3 separate regions of the Zea mays genome follow, and all the other regions are linked to region 1. A link is a contact called in public Hi-C data. All regions are on one chromosome and are shown on one strand. Each heading gives the region's core, a stretch centred on a gene start, on an enhancer-like site or on the middle of the called end of the contact. The rest is flanking DNA. Distances are from core to core; before and after follow the strand shown. Region 1 holds the start of LOC107275219. Region 2 holds the start of LOC103636683 (3-oxo-Delta(4,5)-steroid 5-beta-reductase). Region 3 holds the start of LOC103636643 (protein argonaute 7).

Region 1 (4,907 bases), core at 153-2,652:
TATGTAGCCGGCGACGCCATGTGAGTGAGGCACAACACTGGCACACTGCACGATACGGCATGACCTGGCTGCCGGCGCCCGTGGAGGAGGTGACCCCGTACCGTACGGGTACGGGTACGGCCACACCGTGGATCGGAAGAGATCATCGAACCGGCCGGCCGGCGGGCACGCGAGCGACGTACGTGCAGCAGCTGCCGGTCTGCCGCCCACCAGTCTCGTGCAAACGTACGATCCTGTTACATGCATGACACTGTCTCGGTGCAGTGGCGGTGCGCTCCCCCAGCTAGCTGATGAATCCCACTCGCCCTGTACTGCAAAAAGGATAGAGAGCAGCAGATCTCTGCCATCCGTTGCCTTTGCCGCGCTAAATACGGCCGGACAAACTAAAGCGCATCGCCGAAAAGGAAAAGCGAAACAGAAATACGTAGTACACGCTAAACAAAAGAACAAAGGCGCGCGGCAGGCAGCAGCGGACAGTGGACACTCCCCCCAGTCCCCACAGTCCCACTGCTCCGGCGCGGGCGGCCTCGGTTCGCAGCGCGCGAAGCAAGGATTATTTGGTGGTCTCTGCGTGTGTGCTGTTGCGATTTGTCCGTGCGGCGGTCTGCTGCTGGCTGCTTCTCGCGTCGACGGGCGGCGGCGGCGAGCTAGGCGGAGTAGTGGAGGACATGTTCCTGTCGACGGCTAGGCTTTTGAGAAACTGCAGACAGCCGGGGCCGGGTCGTGACCGTGGACCGTCGAGAGAGCCGTTTGCACACAATAACGGACCTGCCAAGTGCCATGCCATTCCGCACTGCTGTTTCTCCTCTTCTGGAATATAGAGAGAGTAGAGTACACAGCGCCAGCAGCACAGCCGGAGCCGACTAGCTAGTCATCATGGCCCTACGGATGGGGCTAGCTTCTGCTCCGCTGTACGCCACTCCGCTGCACACTGCGCCTGAACACGTCCCATGTTATCCGGGCGGCACGAGATAAACGCGCAGGAGGCGCGCGGCAGAAGCGAAGAACTAGGCGAGGCGAGCCAGGAGCACAGCGCGCGCACAGGCACAGGCACAGGCACAATGCATGGTCAATGGAAGCCCTTGCCCTCCGCCGCCCGGCCCGCGAACACCTACCTAGGTCTGGGAGGAGATCGCGCGCGCTGCCTGCCTGCCGAGCGCGTGAAGCGCGCCGCATCGCCGGTCGTGGCTCCCGTCCTCCTCCCGGCGGACGCGAGACGCAGCAAGGCCGTGACCTGTCCGGGCCCGACGTGGCCGGGCTTGCCGGGCTGTTGCCCACCTCCCGACGCGACACGGGTCCCCACCCTGCCGCCCCCGGACCCGACACTCCTCGCCGTCACCCCCGTGCCCTCCGCCTCCGCCCCGACTATATAAACCGCCCTCCTCCGCTCCCACCTTCCTCCATCCACACCCATCCTTCCATCCACCATCAGGTCAGGGCATCACACTTCACACAACAACAACAACTCCTCCTCCTCCTCCACCATCAGGGATCGTCTCCACCGCTTGGCTCAACCAACTCCTCTGCTCCTGTTCAATCGACCCCACCTCTCTCGCTCCTATTCCACCGGGATCCCATTTCCATCCGGACGATGGCGGTGATGACCGACATGCCCGCGGCCACGGCGCTGCGCGCGCCGGCGCCGGCCCCGGCGGGCTGCGACGGTCAAAAGGACGCCGAGAAGCTGAGGTTCATCGAGGAGATGACCTCCGACGTCGACGCCGTGCAGGAGCGCGTCCTGGCCGAGATCCTGGCCAGGAACGCCGGGACCGAGTACCTCGCCCGCTGCGGCCTCGCCGGCGCCACGGACCGCGCCGCCTTCCGCGCCAAGGTGCCCGTCGTCACCTACGAGGACCTGCAGCCCGACATCCAGCGCATCGCCAACGGGGACCGCTCGCCCATCCTCTCCGCGCATCCCATCTCCGAGTTCCTCACCAGGTACGCGCATTTTTTTTATTCATTGGGATTTCTGCCTGTGTTAGGTGTTGACGTCGCCTTGTATAATTGGATTCGATCGCTTCCATTCCTAATGAAGCTCTGGGACTTCGGCCGGCGAGCGCAAGCTGATGCCAACTATCAAGGAGGAGCTCGACCGGCGCCAGCTGCTGTACAGCCTCCTTATGCCCGTCATGAACCTGTAATAAGCTCACCATTGCTACTCGTCAGCCAGTAGCGAATTATACTCGCACGGAGGGATGGCATGATGATAATTCGACGTGACACACACAGGTACCTGCCGGGGCTGGACAAGGGCAAGGCGCTCTACTTCCTGTTCGTCAAGTCGGAGACGACGACGCCCGGCGGGCTGACGGCGCGGCCCGTGCTGACGAGCTACTACAAGAGCGAGCACTTCAAGAACCGGCCGTTCGACCCGTACCACGACTACACGAGCCCCACGGCGGCCATCCTGTGCGCCGACGCGTTCCAGAGCATGTACGCGCAGATGGTGTGCGGGCTGTGCCAGCGCCACGACGTGCTCCGCGTGGGCGCCGTCTTCGCGTCGGGCCTGCTGCGCGCCATCCGCTTCCTGCAGCTGCACTGGGAGCAGCTCGCCGACGACATCGAGTCCGGGTCGCTGACCCCGCGCGTGGCCGACCCGTCCGTCCGGGACGCCGTCGCGCGCGTGCTCCGCGGGGACCCGGAGCTGGCGCGCTTCGTCCGCGCCGAGTGCTCCCGCGGCGACTGGGCGGGCATCGTCACCCGCGTGTGGCCCAACACCCGGTACCTGGACGTGATCGTCACCGGCGCGATGCAGCAGTACATCCCCACCCTGGAGTACTACAGCGGCGGCCTCCCCATGGCGTGCACAATGTACGCCTCCTCCGAGTGCTACTTCGGGCTGAACCTCCGGCCCATGTGCCGCCCGTCGGAGGTGTGCTACACCATCATGCCCAACATGGGCTACTTCGAGTTCCTCCCCGTGGACGAGGCGAGCGGCGTGGCCCCCGGCGACGCGGCGCAGCTGGTGGACCTGGCCCGCGTGGAGGCCGGGCGCGAGTACGAGCTGGTGATCACCACGTACGCGGGGCTGTACCGGTACCGCGTCGGCGACATCCTGCGCGTGGCCGGCTTCCACAACGCGGCGCCGCAGTTCCGGTTCGTGCGCCGCAAGAACGTGCTGCTGTCCATCGAGTCCGACAAGACCGACGAGGCGGAGCTGCAGCGCGCCGTGGACCGCGCGTCGGCGCTGCTCCGCGCGCGCTGCGGCGGCGGCGCGGCGGTGGTGGAGTACACGAGCCACGCCTGCACCCGCAGCATCCCGGGCCACTACGTCATCTACTGGGAGCTGCTGGCCACCACCAAGGCCAGCAAGCAGGGGGCGGCGCAGGCCGTGGCGGGCGACGTGCTGGAGCGCTGCTGCCTGGAGATGGAGGAGGCGCTCAACTCGGTGTATCGACAGAGCCGCGTGGCGGACGGATCCATCGGGCCGCTGGAGATCCGGGTGGTCCGGTCGGGCACGTTCGAGGAGCTCATGGACTACGCCATTTCCCGCGGCGCGTCCATCAACCAGTACAAGGTGCCCCGCTGCGTCTCCTTCCCGCCCATCGTGGAGCTGCTCGACTCCCGCGTCGTGTCGCGCCACTTCAGCCCGGCGCCGCCGCACTGGGCGCCAGCTGCTCGCCCGTCGTCCGACTAGACCGCGGTGCAGCGTCACGTTCGCCGCTTGATTGGTCGCACCTAGTAGTAGTAGCAGCAGCAGCATTAGCGTTTGTTTTTTTTTTCTGGTCGTGTCAGGCGGGGCAGTGATGATGCTTGTGTTAATTATTAGGCCAGTCGCTCTGAGCTAGAGGAGTGTGTCGATGTAATGTGGGTGTGGGTGTGGGTGGGTGGACACTCTGCAAGTTGTTGCTGGGTGTTGTTGATCACTGGTAGTGCAGTGCTTAGTGAGTGGTGCCGTTGCTAGTACAAGTACTAGAGTTGTATCCCAACAAGGAAATGTGAGTATTGACGTGCCTGGATGGTGGTATGGTATCGCTGTGTTTGTCGCGTTTTCACTGCTAGTGGTAGAATTGGAACTCGTCAGGGATGATTTGCTGCAAATAATGATAAAATCCAGAGTTGCAGCATGAGTATCGTAGACCGGAAAGCCAAGCCCTCGAGCGGAGCATCAATAGTCAAAAAGGTAGCCTGCTACGTCCTGCAGAGAACAGCAGACTGCAAGTCTAAAGTCTCTGCCCTTTCGCCCTGGCTTTTTTTTGTAGCACAAGCACAAGGGTTCTGGCGTAATTATGAGTGATTCCTATTTAAAAAAACAAAACAACTCAAGAAAATACAAAAAATGTTAACGTAAAATAGATATATTATTATAAAAATATGATTAACAAATAATATAATAATATTTACTTAAAATTATACTACTAAATACTAATAGAGTGAGTACAGGTTAGAGAGACAAAAGAGGAAGTGCCCTTTGAATTGATTGTTGCATCCGGCTGGTATCGTAGGGGCGGCGATAGGGGCTGCATCGGTGTTGTTGGCCGTCACTACGGCAGGAGCGGAAAATCTCAGTCGACGGAGCAGATTTGTCCGGTCCGCGGTGGGTCGTGGTCAGGTCAGACGACGGCCAGTGCCCAGTAGCCATGTCCCTGCCGTTGGACGGGACCCCATTTTCTATTTCCACTCCCGAGCCAAAAGCCAAATCGCCTCACCCACCCCTCGCCTCTTTTGGCCAAAAAGCACGGTCGTTTTCGAAAATCACAGGCGTGTGGATGCACCTAGGCACAGCAGGTTTCCCGCCGGCGTGTGCTGCGTGCTGCACACCTCCGCCGTTGCCTTCTGCTTCGCCTTCCCTCGAGCTGCGGTGGATGCGCTGCGCGGGCGAGTGGCAATGTGGCATACGCACGCCCAGGCGCTGCGCGCGACTCGCAGCCGGTCGATCCTGCGCTTGCGGATTTCCTTTGCGATTT
Region 2 (4,837 bases), core at 1,733-4,232, 270 kb after region 1:
TATGGTCGCTAGATCGGTGAGGGATTGGAGAGGGGTATCGATGGACAGGAACGTCGGCTGGGGGCCTCAGCCCACGACCGAGCAAGATGAGGGTTTCTCCCTTCTAATTCTTGTCTGGTTTATTTCTCATCCATTAATTACATAAATAGGCCGGCTGCCCGCCCCTATCTAGCTAGAGATCCTTATCTCCTTAAAACTCTTCTAAAAACTCTCAACAAACTACTAACTGATAACCTTCCTAGATAATCTCAACTAATCTCCTAAATAATCTCAACTAATCTTATAATTTTATCTCTAACTATCCTTATCTAATCCCCCTTGAAAGGCCCATGGTTGCTGCTGCCGCATCCCCTCCGTGGGCCTCCTTATGCCCTCACATATAGCTTCCTACAAAACAGGTTAGATTGCACTACTTCCTCTTCATTTTTTAGATCAACCACTTATATTAGTGTTTTTCTTCATTTTAAGAAATTGCATTGCACCTTCCATTTGTTTATGTAAAAAACTATCACTATTGTTGTTATGGGCAGTTGATGGGCTAGCTGGGCTGGCTCTATTGGAGCAGATCTATTAGGATTATTTAGGATAGAGTTAGTTAGAGATAAGGTTAAGATAGAGTTTAGAGATAAGATAAGATTCGTTATTTAGATAAGATTTGTTAGGGAGCTTGTTAGGCGCCTGCTCTATAAAGGCAGCTAAGGAGTCATTGTTAAGGCAAGCAAAAATTAGATCAAAGAAGTGCAGCTCAAAGCCTTCAAGGGAGGGCGAGTCATATATCTATCTGCTATTCCTTCTACCAATCAATAAACTATATCAATTGTGTTGTACGTAGGATCTTATTTACATACATATTTTAGTGGACATAAAAAAACCAGCGCGCGCAGGGCACACGTTAGACACTAGTATATGACAAACCAGATTTCTTAACCTCTCCGTTGGACTATTATATACTGCATAGTTAACCACTGCCAACACCTCACTCAGTAGTGTCTAGATCAGTGCCACATTTTCAGGAAGATAAGAAAGATCTGTAGTATCCAGTTATATTAATGGAGGGATCATATTTTAGTGATACAACATATGTAAAGTTTTAATGATATGAAAGAGCAAGTTTATACCTAATCTGAACTTCTCCTGATTGTGAATGATAATTCAAGAAAATGTGCATGGTTGGCCTAATCTGAAGCCCTTGACAGGCCCATCCAAATAACCAATATAATGTGATTGCAAGGGAGAGCACCAGGTGGGTGGGGATCTGGTGGATGGATGTCAGGGGATCACCCAACCCTAGCGGGTGGGAAATGTGCATGATTGAGGCCTGATGGTCCCTTTGGCGCCAACGGAATGCCTGTCGAGGTTTGCCCCAATCCACGCCAATCAAGTCCTATCCAGACGAAGCCTGACCGGGGGTTGTTGTCAGTGCAAAGTGGCCACAGCTCCACAGGAATTGGTCTACACAAGTTGCAACATGCAAGTAGCGCGTACAGGGTACTTTGCCGAAGACAAAGAATAACACATTAGATGATTCATCCAGGTAGTACACATGTGAATAGATTCATGTTTATTTCACAATACAAGGGACAGAAGAACAAACGTATTCATCTTTATTTGATTCCTCGGGAACAGTTTGATATATACCTGATACTGAAAAGATGTCGCAGCCAGCGTTATCAAAGAAACTGACCAGTATAAACATCCAATCCAAGGTACATTCAAGGAACAATCTTGCAGGCCTTCATCTTGTCAATCCACTTGTTGAAGGACTTCACTGTGTCGCGGAAGCCGAGGAATCCGTGCTCCTTGCTCTTGTTCATGCTATCCAAAAGCTTCCAGTTGGCGCCATGCTCATAGACCACGACGTCGATAAGCCACCAATCGGCAACGTCGCGGAGGCGTGTCTCCACGAGCCCGTTCTCCCTGACAATCTCCGCCCACACCGCCTCTTTCCCGGCCATGGCCTCCGACACCTTGAACTGCTTCTCCTCGCCGTCGTACCCGGTCCACTCCAGCCCGAAACGAGCGGCGAGTACCGGCCACAGCGTCTTCCAGTTGTAAAGGTCTCCGTTGTTGCTGTTGAACGCCTGGTTCTTGGCCATGGGGTCGACGGCCGCCCAGATGTGCTGCTCGGCGATGAGGTCCGCGTCGGAGGCGTTGCTGAAGCTCTCCCAGGAGCCAAGGCACCCCGGCCAGCGCAGAGCGACCCCCTCCTTGCGGCAGATGGCGGCGTACACGCACAGGCTGCACACGACGTTGAAGAAGCTCCGCGGAGAGAAGCCGAGGATGAGGTTGGGGCGGTGCACGGACCAGCTCACGGCGCCGCCGCGCCGGGAGACTGCGGCGAAGAGGACGTCCTCTTGGTCGTAGTAGAAGTTTGGGCAGTCCAGGCGCGGCACGTCCTCGGTGTAGGGCGGGTCCGGAGTGGGGATCTTGCCAATGAGCTCGAACGGTCCCAGGTAGTGCTTGGTGCCCGTCTGGAGCGAGACGTGGGCGAGGGCGGGGCAGTTGGGGACGACGACGGAGAGGACGTTGCGGAGCATGGCGGAGTTGGCCTCCTGGTTCTCCGCCTCAGTGGCGCGCGGGGACCAGGCGACGTAGAAGACGTGCGTGATGTCGGTGAGCGGCGTGAGGGCCTCGGCGACGGCGGCGAAGTCGGTGAGATCGACGTGTATGTGTGTCAGCGAGGAGGATGACGGCAGGGACCAGGGCGGTGGTGGACGGCGGGAGAGCGCGTATACCTTCCATGGCCCGCCGGGGGTGTCCGACCGTGGGAGGATGTCCACGAGGGAGGCGCCTACTATGCCGGTGGAGCCAACGACGAGGGCCACGCTCTGGAAGGAATGCTCAGGCACGCCGGCGAGCTCATCTTTGCGCTCTCTGACTGCGCCGACAGACCGTGTCCACCACCAGCTCAAGCTCATTGCTGTACGCCGACCAAAAAACCTGCAGATTCAAGGGGAGCAGGAATTGCAGGTGCAGCGTGCAGGTCTAGAACATTTATTTATATATCCGGCTGCCTCTCTTGTCGACTTACTGTTTGCACATGGTCATATAAAACACTATTTTATACAATATATCTGTATACTATACGGTTTATATAAAACAAAGTTTAAAATAGCGGGTGTTAGTCTTTTTGAACCAAACACCAACGATCATTTGTCCCGCAGGGAAGAGACCTTGGGATCACTCTAGGGCCGGAGCGTGGACCATCCGCGCTAGGTCATTGGATCGTACGCGACTCTGCGCTGGGAGATCCGCTCTTTTCTGCAAGCATGCATAATGTTAGTGTGGAGGTAGCGATCGATCCGCGAGGGTGCGGAGGGCTTCGTGAATTTCCCGCAAACCCTAGATTTTGCCTCCCGGGATGTACCCCGTCAATAGGAAAGATCCTATATATAGTTGCGTTGGGATCTGCAGGCCACCCAAGACGCCTCTAACGACGTAGAACCAAAGGGAGGTGAATATTTAGGTCGAGAAATACTAAAACTAAGACTAAATTACTCCTACTCCCAATGCATAACGTAAAGTTTGTTTGATAGATCGGTTGTTGTGTGTTTCAATCGACCATACCCCTCTTCATATATATAATAGGGGGAGGTCTGGACCCATTCCTAGGCGATTTCTAATAGTTTTCCAGCGAGATTTGTTAGGATAATCACGCAAGGGATAAGGATTCTAGTCATAATTAATCTAATCGCGGATCATCCAGGCTATCACGCGGAACATTTGTAGTTCGGACCGTCCGAGCCACAAGACTGGACCAATCGGACATCTAGGTGCCAATCTTGTTCTCAACACATGCCCCTGCCTTTTAGTGGAGCTTAGCGAATCAAAAGCAATTGGTACAAGCTTTCTAATCAATAAAACTCGATGTGAGAACATCGATCTTCTCAACATCTTACCATACACTAGGATGTTATTGCTTTAGAAAACAACCATTTAATGCCTTATATAACTTCTCACCTTTCAATGTTTGCAGCATGTACGCATTACCAGATATTACATGTGTGACTCTGTAAGGCCTTCCACAACTTGGGGACGATTTGCCAAATTTTTGGACTCTGCTCCTTAATGGCAAGATTGTCTTTCAGATTAGATCTTCGACCTGGAATGACTTAGTCTTTACCTTCTTATTATAGGCTTTGTCAACTATAAGCTTGTCTTTCTCAATCTCTTTTAGATCCATCATCCTCTTGTCTATCACCTCATCAATATTGTACATCATCAAGCCATGATATTCAACGACAGATAGATCATTTTTCCTATCAAATCTGATAGCATTCATGCCCATACATAAGCTCAAAAGGAGAAACCTTAGTAGCACGATGTTTATATATTCTATGATCCCACAAGGCCTCAGACAAAAATTTAAGACAATGCCTAGGATGATCAGATATTTACTTTTTAATAATACTAATCAATGTCCTATTACTTAACTCGGCATGGCGAGTGGCCTGAGCATAATATAGAGATGAAATAAACAACTTAACCCTATTTGATTCATCAAACTCACGAACCTCTATGGACATAAAAGAAGTCCCTTGATCCGTAGTCAAAGTTTGGGAAATGCCAAATCTATGGATAATATGCTCAGTCACAAACTCAATCACCTCCTAGTGTGTCATATTCTTCAAGGCAACAACTTTGGTCCATTTGGTGAAATAGTTAGTAGCTGGTAATACAACCCTATGCTCCTTGGACGATAATGGATGAATTTCGCCCACAAAGTTCAAACTCTAGCCTCTAAAGGGGCAAGGCTTGATAATGAGATGTAATTCGGCAGCAGGAACCATTTATAAATAACCGATTTTTTACACACTTGACATCCTTTGTAGTACTT
Region 3 (4,365 bases), core at 1,548-4,047, 330 kb before region 1:
GTGGTGGTGGTTGGGGGGTATTTATAGCTCCAACCACCAAACCAACCGTTGGGGAGGCTGTCTGTCGATGGGCGCACCGGACAGTCCGGTGCGCCAGCCACGTCACCCAACCGTTAGGGTTCTGACGGTTTCGACCGTTGGAGCTCTGACATCTTGGGGCACCGGACAGGCACTGTTCACTATCTGGTGCCGCACCGGACAGGCACTGGTCACTATCCGGTGCCGCACCGAACAGGCACTGTTCACTGTCCGGTGCGCCTTCAGGCGCTGCTCTGGCTCTGCGCGAACTGTCCGCGCACCGTTCACGTTTGCAGGCGACCGTTGGAGTCGACCGTTGCGCTTCTTAGCCGTTGCTCTGCTGGCACATCGGACAGTCCAGTGAATTATAGCGGAGCGGCTCTTCAGAAACCCGAAGGTGAAGAGTTCAGCCTGTACGGTCCCTGGTGCACCGGACACTGTCCGGTGGCACACCGGACAGTCAGGTGCGCCAGACCAGGGTTCTCTTCGGTTTCCTTTGCTCCTTTCTTTTGAACCCTAACTTTAATCTTTTTATTGGTTTGTGTTGAATCTTTAGCACACCGGACAGTCAGGTGCGCCAGACCAGGGTTCTCTTCGGTTTCCTTTGCTCCTTTCTTTTGAACCCTAACTTTAATCTTTTTATTGGTTTGTGTTGAATCTTTAGCACCTGTAGAATATATAGTTTAGAGCAAAATAGTTAGTCCAATTATTTGTGTTGGGCATTCAACCACCAAAATCATTTAGAAAAAGGTTTGACCCTATTTTCCTTTCACAGTTTCACTCGGCCTACATCCCATCCTTCCAACGACCAAGCACACCAACTTTTTGCATTTTAGCCCTTTTTGGGTTTTTTTGCACAACTATGCCATTTGCAGTTTCATTTCAAAAAATGAACCCCAACCTCGGCACTATCATCATTGGCGCCGAGGTAACGCACAACGACGCCAGTACCATTGGCGCTAACTTTTCCTACGTGGCAGCCGATGTGGCAAGTCCTAGGGGATCGACGCCATAGATCTTGGCGCTGACCCCCCTTGACGGCGAGGTCCGGCGCTATCCAGGGGGGTCGGCGCCAAGATCTATGACGTCGACCCCCTGGGACTTGCCACATCGGCTGCCACGTAGGAAATGTTGGCGTCAATTATTTCGGCGTCAGTATGCGTTACCTCGGCGCCAATGATGATGACGTCAGGTTGGGGTAAATTTTTTGAAATGAAACTGCAAATGACATAGTTGTAAAAAAACCCTAAAAAAGCTAAAATGCAAAAAAGTTGGCCAAGCACATCCATCCTTCTGCTAGATAAACACATGTTGTTGCTTTCTCCTCTGACTATTAGCAAAGGCTCCTGACCACCTGTTGCTGAGCGGTGTTTTATTTAACAAGTACTCCTACGTTGGCAGCTACTGCTTTTCTCCATACCAAGATTTTTTTTTCTAACTCTCAGCATCGGTTCGGTGGTGCAATGGCAAAATCAAGGCTCTAGAAGCATGGTTCTTCGCTGAGACCAAAGCAGGGTAAAGACGATAGCTCCTTTCCCACCCTCTTGTCTGCACAGGCGATTTGGGGGAAGGCAAAGGCGGCAGTACAAGAGCTGCTCTTTTATGCTACTGTTGGGGGGCAACCACAGCCACAACCATTCCATTCAATGCAGAGAAGCGAGTTTTTATACGGGCAGGCACCAATGTCCCTTTTACTTCTCTTCTCAGAGTTGTGGTAGCCATCTCCCTCCCTCCATCCACATCCACATCCACATCCACATCCACACGTCTCGGTAAAAGTGAACATGGAAAGATTTCACCTTTCGGTGCAACCTGCATGGCTTCCTATGTTCATTCAGGTCAAAAGGGTCAGACAAGTGGGAGAAACTCTGGCCTGCACACTGTTCAGTCCAATGATGCATGTCATGTCTTCGTATATGCAATTTGGCTGGCTGGCTGTTGTGCGCAATGCTGAATGCTCTCACTGAATTCCTGTTACTGAAAAAAACAATCTTTAGTTTGCCATCTACTACTACTAGTAATCAAAATGAGGATAATCTAGTGTATGTTAAAAGGTCGTTGCGCCTAGTTTTGGTCAGTGTTCTGTTGACTAGTACTACTGTACTATCTTTTTTTTTTTCCCTAACGGAGCATCGGTGGAGAGGCAGAGATTCATAATGGCAAGGATTCTCAGCAAATCCCTAGATGGCTTCAGTACATTGATGGAGACGGGCTAATCTATGAGCTGACTCTCTTCAGCCTACTACTGCTACTACTACAAAGCGGGGTAGAGCGTAGGAAGGGAGGGAGCCAGCCAAGCCTCACAGCAAAGCGAGGACCAAGAAACCTACTACCAAAGTGGATTTCATCATGCCCTCGGCTCACACCTTTTTCTTCTCTTTGTAAAAAAGGTTTGGAAAAAAGACCAAAAAACAAAGGATGGAATCTTCGTACCAAAAAGAATCACATCTCCACTTGAAAACCAGGTCGTTGTATTCTAGCGTGTGAATAAAAATTTTGCCTTTTTTCTTTGAGAAAAAAAAACCTCTTGCATATCAATGTATAAAAAGCGTACCTTGATTGGCCAAATTTTCATGTAACTATCATTTTTTTACAAGGAAAAAAATGACTTTATATCACAAGGTGGAGGGAATATTGTTTTTTTTATGAATAGTTAAGTGAAATAGCTAATGTACAACTTACATCCTAGTTGCAGAACATATTTATTTTAGTTCTATTAATAATATTTTATGTTATAACTATTGATATTTTTATCTATAGTTAGTTAAATTTCAAGATACTATAGAACACGGGATTGTGTTAGAACTGGATTTTTTTCGAGCACGGAGCGAGATGCAGCGTAGTAGAGTCGGTGTCTTTAGTGCGGCATTAAATTATCCCCCCTCCAACATTGAGAATCTGGGAAGACGGGGCAGCAGGAGCGCAGCAGGAATGCAGAATGGAGGAAGAAACTTTTAATGGCGCAGCGCAGGCGCAGCGAGCAAAGGGAGAGGAGCACAGCATGGATGGCACAGTTCGCTGAGGCAAAGGAGTGCACAGGCATAGTAGCCACAGCGCAGCGGTGCTCAGCGTTTATCGTAGAGATGCTCCTCCTCCTTCCTTCCCTCCCCTCGGCTTCTCTCCTGTCCCCCACCTCTGCGCCTGCCATACCATTAATACCTCCTCCAGTCCTCTCTCTCTCTCTCAGCAGAGGCAGAGGCAGCCATCCATCCCCTTCCGAGTTCCGCCCCACTCTTCCCCTCTCCAGCTTCCTCCTTTTTGCCCCCCTACCTTCCAACCATCCAAGAAACCCACACAAGGCCAACCCACGCCCACGCCGCGCCGCGCCACGCCAAAAGGAGCCCAAGAAGCTGTGATCCTGCTGCCCCGGAAGAAGCTGCGCAGCAGTACCAAGTAGTACGAACAAATTGGACCGGGGTAGCGCTTACTTCCCGCTGCCCGGTGGCAGCAGCAGAAACTCGGCCATGGAGGGGGAAGCGGTGCCCAAGAACGAGAGGAAGGCCGGCGGCGGCGGCGGCGGAGGCGTTAGCAATGACGGTGGCGCGAGCGCGAATGCGAGGAGGAGGTGGAAGGGCGGAGGCGGCAGGCATCACCCGATCATCCAGGCCTACCCGGCGCTCCTGCCGTTGCCGCTACACGCGCGTCGCAACGGCATCATCGCGCTGCCGCTGCCGCCGCCCGTGCTGGTCTACTTGCACCAGCCGCCGCCGCCGCCGCTGCTGTTCCCCAAGGTGCCGGCGTGCTACGGGAAGCCCACCGGCCCCCCGCTGCTTAGGGGGCCGCCGTGGAGATCGAGGAAGCCGCCGCCGCCGCCGCACGCCGTCACCGCCGCGCTGCTGCCGCTACCGCACGGTAAAGCGCTATCCTTTGATTACTTCCCCTCCTGGCTACTACTACACCGGTCTCATGGCGTGTGTTTTTATATGCTTAATGCCACTCCTTGTTAGTGCTGTTGCTTTCTTGATCGATGTGTGCGGTGTGCTGCTACTTCCTATAGCTCTAATGGTTTTTTAATGGCCGATAGTGAGGGTGCTTAGATACTAGTACCAAAGAATATAGTTTCTCCTCTTAATGTTTGATCCCTAATGGCTTGTCATGCCGAGGTAATGCGGCACAGTGACTTTTAGGTGCAATTCTACTGTAGTACCAGATAGCCAAACAAGTCCTGCCATTTTGTACCCTTGGTGGCTTGTGATTTCATGGATTCATGCTTAGAACTACGCATCATTGTTTTTTTCCTTCTCTTGCACTGTTTTTTCTCTCTCGCGAATTTGGACTGAAACTGTTCTTGGGAAAAAGGAGAGCGCAAGAATGTTTAATGAGACACAGACAAAGTTCTATTTGCGG

What was found. A called contact is a pair of places that touch in the nucleus more often than the background predicts.
Region 2: a contact with region 1 is called in a Hi-C map of leaf, with 4 times the contacts expected there. The contact joins the promoter of LOC103636683 here to the promoter of LOC107275219 in region 1. A contact is called at or near these places in 3 of 25 Hi-C or Micro-C datasets (bundle sheath, leaf and tassel).
Region 3: a Hi-C map of ear shows a contact between it and region 1, with 2.1 times the contacts expected there. The contact joins the promoter of LOC103636643 here to the promoter of LOC107275219 in region 1. A contact is called at or near these places in 2 of 25 Hi-C or Micro-C datasets (ear and tassel).

The regions. Positions count from the first base shown.
Region 1 is chr1:76,609,398-76,614,304 of Zm-B73-REFERENCE-NAM-5.0, forward strand. LOC107275219 reads left to right here and starts at 1,403. Exons shown (of 3, transcript NM_001320450.1): 1 at 1,403-1,938; 2 at 2,036-2,137; 3 at 2,230-3,645. The coding sequence starts at 1,592. The coding sequence ends at 3,637.
Region 2 is chr1:76,879,012-76,883,848 of Zm-B73-REFERENCE-NAM-5.0, forward strand. LOC103636683 (3-oxo-Delta(4,5)-steroid 5-beta-reductase) reads right to left here and starts at 2,983. Exons shown (of 1, transcript XM_008659038.2): 1 at 1,523-2,983. The coding sequence starts at 2,918. The coding sequence ends at 1,713.
Region 3 is chr1:76,274,355-76,278,719 of Zm-B73-REFERENCE-NAM-5.0, forward strand. LOC103636643 (protein argonaute 7) reads left to right here and starts at 2,798. Exons shown (of 3, transcript XM_008658998.4): 1 at 2,798-3,870. The coding sequence starts at 3,483.